Regions from separate parts of the Rattus norvegicus genome. Here region 2 is linked to region 1. Evidence: chromatin contacts called from public Hi-C data. All regions are on one chromosome and are shown on one strand. Each heading gives the region's core, a stretch centred on a gene start, on an enhancer-like site or on the middle of the called end of the contact. The rest is flanking DNA. Distances are from core to core; before and after follow the strand shown. Region 1 has its middle 12 kb from the start of Foxo1. Region 2 has its middle 160 kb from the start of Trnak-cuu5.

The links. A called contact is a pair of places that touch in the nucleus more often than the background predicts.
Region 2: a Hi-C map of liver shows a contact between it and region 1, with 7 times the contacts expected there. The contact joins two enhancer-like sites. A contact is called at or near these places in 12 of 12 Hi-C or Micro-C datasets (the A7r5 cell line, the Rat2 cell line, Schwann cells and 7 more) and 1 of 1 datasets of contacts at active chromatin or transcription factors (oligodendrocytes).

Annotation. Positions count from the first base shown.
Region 1 is chr2:138,449,323-138,452,022 of GRCr8, reverse strand. No RefSeq gene overlaps it. Among named protein-coding and RNA genes, the nearest start is that of Foxo1, 12 kb to the left of the region's middle. Within about 2 kb of position 1,377, at least 11 of the 93 cell types and tissues checked have an H3K27ac peak or open chromatin away from gene starts, as enhancers often do. A contact at or near this core is called in liver, where this site is marked.
Region 2 is chr2:139,064,033-139,066,732 of GRCr8, reverse strand. No RefSeq gene overlaps it. Among named protein-coding and RNA genes, the nearest start is that of Trnak-cuu5, 160 kb to the right of the region's middle. Within about 2 kb of position 1,287, at least 3 of the 93 cell types and tissues checked have an H3K27ac peak or open chromatin away from gene starts, as enhancers often do. A contact at or near this core is called in liver, where this site is marked.

The DNA of each region.
Region 1 (2,700 bases), core at 128-2,627:
GCCTAATCTTCAATGAACATCTCTGCTCAGAAGGAAGAAAAGGGCAGTCTGGGACCACCTTGAAGGGGTGAGTCACATACCTGTAGCTCAGGTTAACTGTTCTTTTTAGGTTGTGGTTTCTAATTGTGCCTGTGGTCCCTTGTACTAGCGTCTTTTTTTAAATTATTATCTTTTTCATTTCTTTGTTTTTTAAGATCTCTCCCTTGGACGTGAGCAGGTAAAGCAGTGGGGAATTCAGATGAGCCGTAGGGCAGCAGCCAGCACTCTCTTGGCTTTGCCTCTGCCCCTTAAGTGTCCTGGCCATTGTACACGGAGAGTTTGTGCTCCTGTAAATCCCTCTAACTTTTTTGTTTGTTTCTGTTTTTGTAGATGTCTAGAAGTGATTGAGTGACAAAAAGTTAAATTTAATGTCCTAGCATTTTCTGCAGCCAATGGATCAAAAGAGGTATAAAATTTTAAGGACCCCCCACCCCTGAACCCCACAAATGCTTTAGAACTGCTCCAGGACTCTTCTGAGCCCTAAGGAACCTCAGAAGTTGTACACAAATTAATGGGTTTTTGAGCCACACCCTGAATTCCAATTATAAAGTACAGTGTCTAAGACCTGAGAACCTGCGTGCATGCTGGTGTTTCGGGGTGTTTGGGAGGAAAAGCCGCTTCAAAAGACAGTAGCTTTCAGTATATGTACCGGTGGCTGAGGCCAAAAAAAAAAAAAAACAAAACAAAACAAAAAAAAAAAACCTTCTTTGCCCCTGCCCTACTAAGTTTCCTATCCGCCAAAGTAAACAGAGTCAGAATTGCTGGCAAACATCCCACGTAAGGAGATGGGTGTGAGTGACAGAGGGCAGTTACCAGTTATGGCTTGGGACTTATCAGGAGGGGAAAAAAAGGGAGGGATGGTGGTAGTGGTCTGGATCTTCCAGTTATACAGATCTGAAGTAGAAAAAGGAACAGAGATCAGGAAAGGGCGATGCCCTTTCTCTAAATCACTGCCCACCTCCCCCACCCAGAGGGTGTGGTGTTTCCTCTGACTACTGCGCTGGCAGGACAGGGGCAGCCCAAGGCGAGTGGAGATCCTAGGGACCTTGCCCTAAGAAAGCTTGGGCTGGGTGTGGACTCCCCACTGCGTGGAGCTGACTTGAGAGGGGGAAAACAAGAAAAAAAAGTTAGCAATGGCGTGCAGAGGGTGCCACCTACTGGCAGAACCCAGAAAACCAGCAGAAATTCAATCATCTTCCATTTGCGAGAACCAGACAAAACAGAAATATCAACGAGTCAATCAATCAATCAATCGAATAAACAACACTCTGGGCCAGACTTGTCCGTCACGTCACTCATTTAATCATTTACATACTTGGCCAGCCATTTATTTATTCAAGCAAACCTGTAACTCTCATGAGAGCTCGAACCAGAATGCAGAGTCTCCCACTATTGGTATCCCAACTTCCTGTAAAGGACTGGGAAAAGTTGCCTTCCCAAACCAAGAAGACAGCTTTTAACACCCCTAATGTCCAGAGGAAAACTCCCCAAGAATGGGTGTATTCCTTTTAATTATGGAGCTCTCCCTGGGCCTGTCCCATTTATTTAGCCAGAACTAAAAAACAGAACCAGAATTCACATTGACTGAGGCAATTTAAAAAATTTGAATCCTTTATCAGACCAAGAGCAGGCTCAATCCCCTGGTTGCCCAAGCGCCTCATACTGCATTTTAAAAGACAAAACCAAAGTTATACCAATGCTGCTGGGGGAATACATTAGTGACAGATTTAGAACGGCCTAGTAACAAGACCCAGCAGTATCTTCTAGACACTACATAGTATGTTTGGACCATGGTCAGGGTCACAGGCAGTTCCAGAAGTGACCTCAAGGTGGAAGCTATTGGGGGTGGAAGGCTTAAGAAGTGGCCAGTTAGGCACAAAATAACATTGGGACAGGAGGCTGTTTATATATATTTCCCCTAAAAGATGTTGCCTCTAAGAAACAAAGGTTTCAGGCTTGTTTATTTCATGAATAAAATACAAATCAAAACTTTAAAAATCAGATTTCTAAGGAAAAAAAAAAGATTAGGGAAGGGAGACACACAGACAGTTACAACAACAGACACACTACATTACCTAAAGGGAACTGGAATACATTGGCTTCCGGGGCCTGCATTCACTCTTGTGTGGTTTTTCTTTAATTCTCTTTTAAACTGGTTAAATATTCCTCAAGGAAGAAGGCCACAGCTTAATCTTCCTGTTCACTTTTAAAATTAAAAGGGATTCTCTCTTTGTTAATAAGGTATCTCATCTGTATTATCCTATTTTACAGTTATTCTTACACTGGCTACTCTCAGTAGCTGTCCTATGACACCAAATGGCAACTCGTGCTGAGATGTGTACACACAGCAATATTCTGTTAAAAGAGCCCAAAAAATGCCACCTAATTTTTAAAACCTAATTAAAATACACAACAAACTTAGTTAGTCACTAAATAAAAAGTGACGAGAACTTCGGAAACATGACCAGGAGGACCTGAAGTGGGGAAAAAAATACTGTCCCATCATATAATCAAGGTAGGAATTTGTATTGCAAATGTTAGTTTAAATACTTCTTAAAAGATTTAAGTTGCGTTGGGGTTTGGTTGACAGCAACCTTCTTAGTGTTTGGGAATACATTCTTAAACTGAGAATCATGAAAAGTTAGGTCGAAAAGGCCACAG
Region 2 (2,700 bases), core at 38-2,537, 610 kb before region 1:
AAAACACCATGGTGTGGAGATGACAACCTGCCTAGATTCTGTTTCCCTTACATCGTGATTTTAGAAATACCACAGGACTCTATAGGAATAAGGCTTTCAGATGTAGGACCCATTACCATGCCAGGGGGTAGGATTTTGTTTTCTTTCTTTTCTTCTGATATTTATGATAACCCAAGGTCCTATTTAGACTCTACCCGAGTCTTCTGGTTTGTAGTTAGAGCACATCTACTGCCACTTAAAATCAATAGTGGACCAGACATAAAGTATCGTAGGACGCTTTCTTTGTTCCTTACATTTTTTTTTTCTTGGTGGTAAATTTACTAATAAGCTTATTTCCTTTCTGGAAATTGGAAATCCTGTGGTACTAACCCACTAAATTAAATGCTTGGGAATTTTGTCTGTGAAATTATAATTCAGGCTACAAAGCCAGTGGGCAAATCTGACCCTTTGATAGAACCCCAGCTTGTGTGGTGAGACAAGAGGCACACAAGACACATACAGGGTTCTTGGTCACCTATAACCCAACCCACTAATGATTGGAGTGTAAGCATATTAAACACATGTGGAATAAGTTTCCCTCTAAATACAAATGGCTTGTTAAAACTCAAGAGCAAAGGCGAATGTTTTTGGTTTTGAAAAACCCAAACATCGGGAGAAAAACATTTGTAACATTTGTCTGGCTCCAAATACCACTGGGTCAGCTTATCCCTTTCTCTTTAGTTTGCAGGTTGTTCCAGGAAAGCAGAACACATCTCAACCATTCTAGTCTATCATAACAAAATGCTCTCAAATAAGTGGGTGTTTTCAAAAATACCTTTGGGGAAAACATAATTTTTTTCTGCAATGACCCTTTTAAACACACACACACACACACACACACACACACACACACACACACACACACACGCAATTATTTGCTTTATCCAAGGCAACCCTGGTGCCTTTCCTCTGAGTATGAGTGTTTGCGTTTACTTCTGTCTTTGTTTATTCCTGTTGCTGGAGACATTTGTAACTCTGGAGGTGGTGTGGGGATTGGAGTGGAAAGTAGAGGGCTCTTTTCTACTTAGCAGTAACTAGTTGTTTTATAATATGCAGATTTTACAATGTCTAGAAAGTACTTGTGTGAAATACGTGATTATTTGAAGTCTTTTTTAAGTCTAAGGTGTCCCTAAGCTCACGCCATTTCCCTGCAGCACCTTCCGAGTTCGTGGTCATAGAGGGCAAGTGCAAAGCTCACACCTATCCTACTGTTGTAATGTGTTGAGTGACAGGAGCCAATTCTGCAGCTGGAGAGGACAGTGAGCATTCAGGGAAACATCTACTAACCAGAAACGTGAAGAGTCAGACAGTACTCAGCACCATGTCCTTGTATGTTTGCATCTGGGGGAGGCTTGCCCATGTCTACCCAAATAGCCAAACAGGGCCTCTGAGGGGAATGTCACCCCGATCGAGTACACTGGCTCACTGATACGCTCTACCTTCAGCCTACCATGGCCATGGTGCCTCTTGAGAGGACTGGGAGAAGCATGTACAAATGTCTACTCACTTGTACGAACATTTGTTTTCATATTACCAATAGGAGTTTTCAATGTGAGATTTTGGATACAAACTGATACTTAAAAAATATTTTTATTGCAGTGGAGATCACATCCTACAAAATGAAGGTTTGCATAGTTGTCTCCTTTGAATTGTCAACATTGGCACAGACAAGTCAAATAGTCAACCAAGTATGTATTTGCCAATTGTGAGGGCATTGTCTATCAGAAATTATATTTTATCAGAAGCATTCACTCGTGACGTGGAAATGAGCCCAGAGCCTGTAGACCATGTGTCATGTGTGTTGCTATATCACATGTCAAGTGTGTAATCATACCATGTGTCATGTGTATTGCTACATCACATGTCAAGTGTGTTATCGCACCATGTGTCATGTGTGTTGTTATATTCTCTGCATAAAACAACTGACAAGTAAAGCATGTAAATGACTTAGCAAAGGTTATACTAGTAAGTGACAGAGACTAAAATCGAACCCAAGTCTAGGTGTCACTTGTCCATTCTGTTCCCTCTTTCAATCTCCCACCTGTCCCTGATAAATGTGACAAATACAGGGGCTGGGGAAATGGCTCAGTCAGTAAGGATCCTGCAATCATTAGGACCTGGGTTCACATCCTCAGAACCCATGTAAAAAACCAGGCATAGTGGCTCTCACCCTTGTAATCCAGTGTTGTCAAAGTGGAGACAGGCGTCCTGGGGCTCCAAGACCAACCAACCAGCCTAGCCTAGGCAGTGAACCGCAGGGCTAGGTGGAGTCTTGTGGATCATGAGAACTGAGTGAAGCCTAAGCCAGGTTGACGCACACAACACGAGCATCTGCAGGGCTGAGGCAGGCAGACCAAGAGTTCTAGGCTAGCCTGGGCTACAAATCATGACCATGTTAGATCAGGGCTAAGATAAACCTTCACTAGATAAACCTGTGGTGAGCTACTTGGTCCCATTCCCCTTACAACTTACAGTTGCAAAGGTGCAGTTGGGGGAGGAGGAGGGGCTGACTGGAGGGCTGTGAGGCATGTGGCATGTGTGGTGGGTTTCATAGCTTTGCCACATCCCCTTCCCACTGGTTCCAAATAATGTTATGAACTATGAAACAGTCAGATCAACTGCACCAGGGGCCAGAGAATCCTTTTCACACAAAGGTACCCA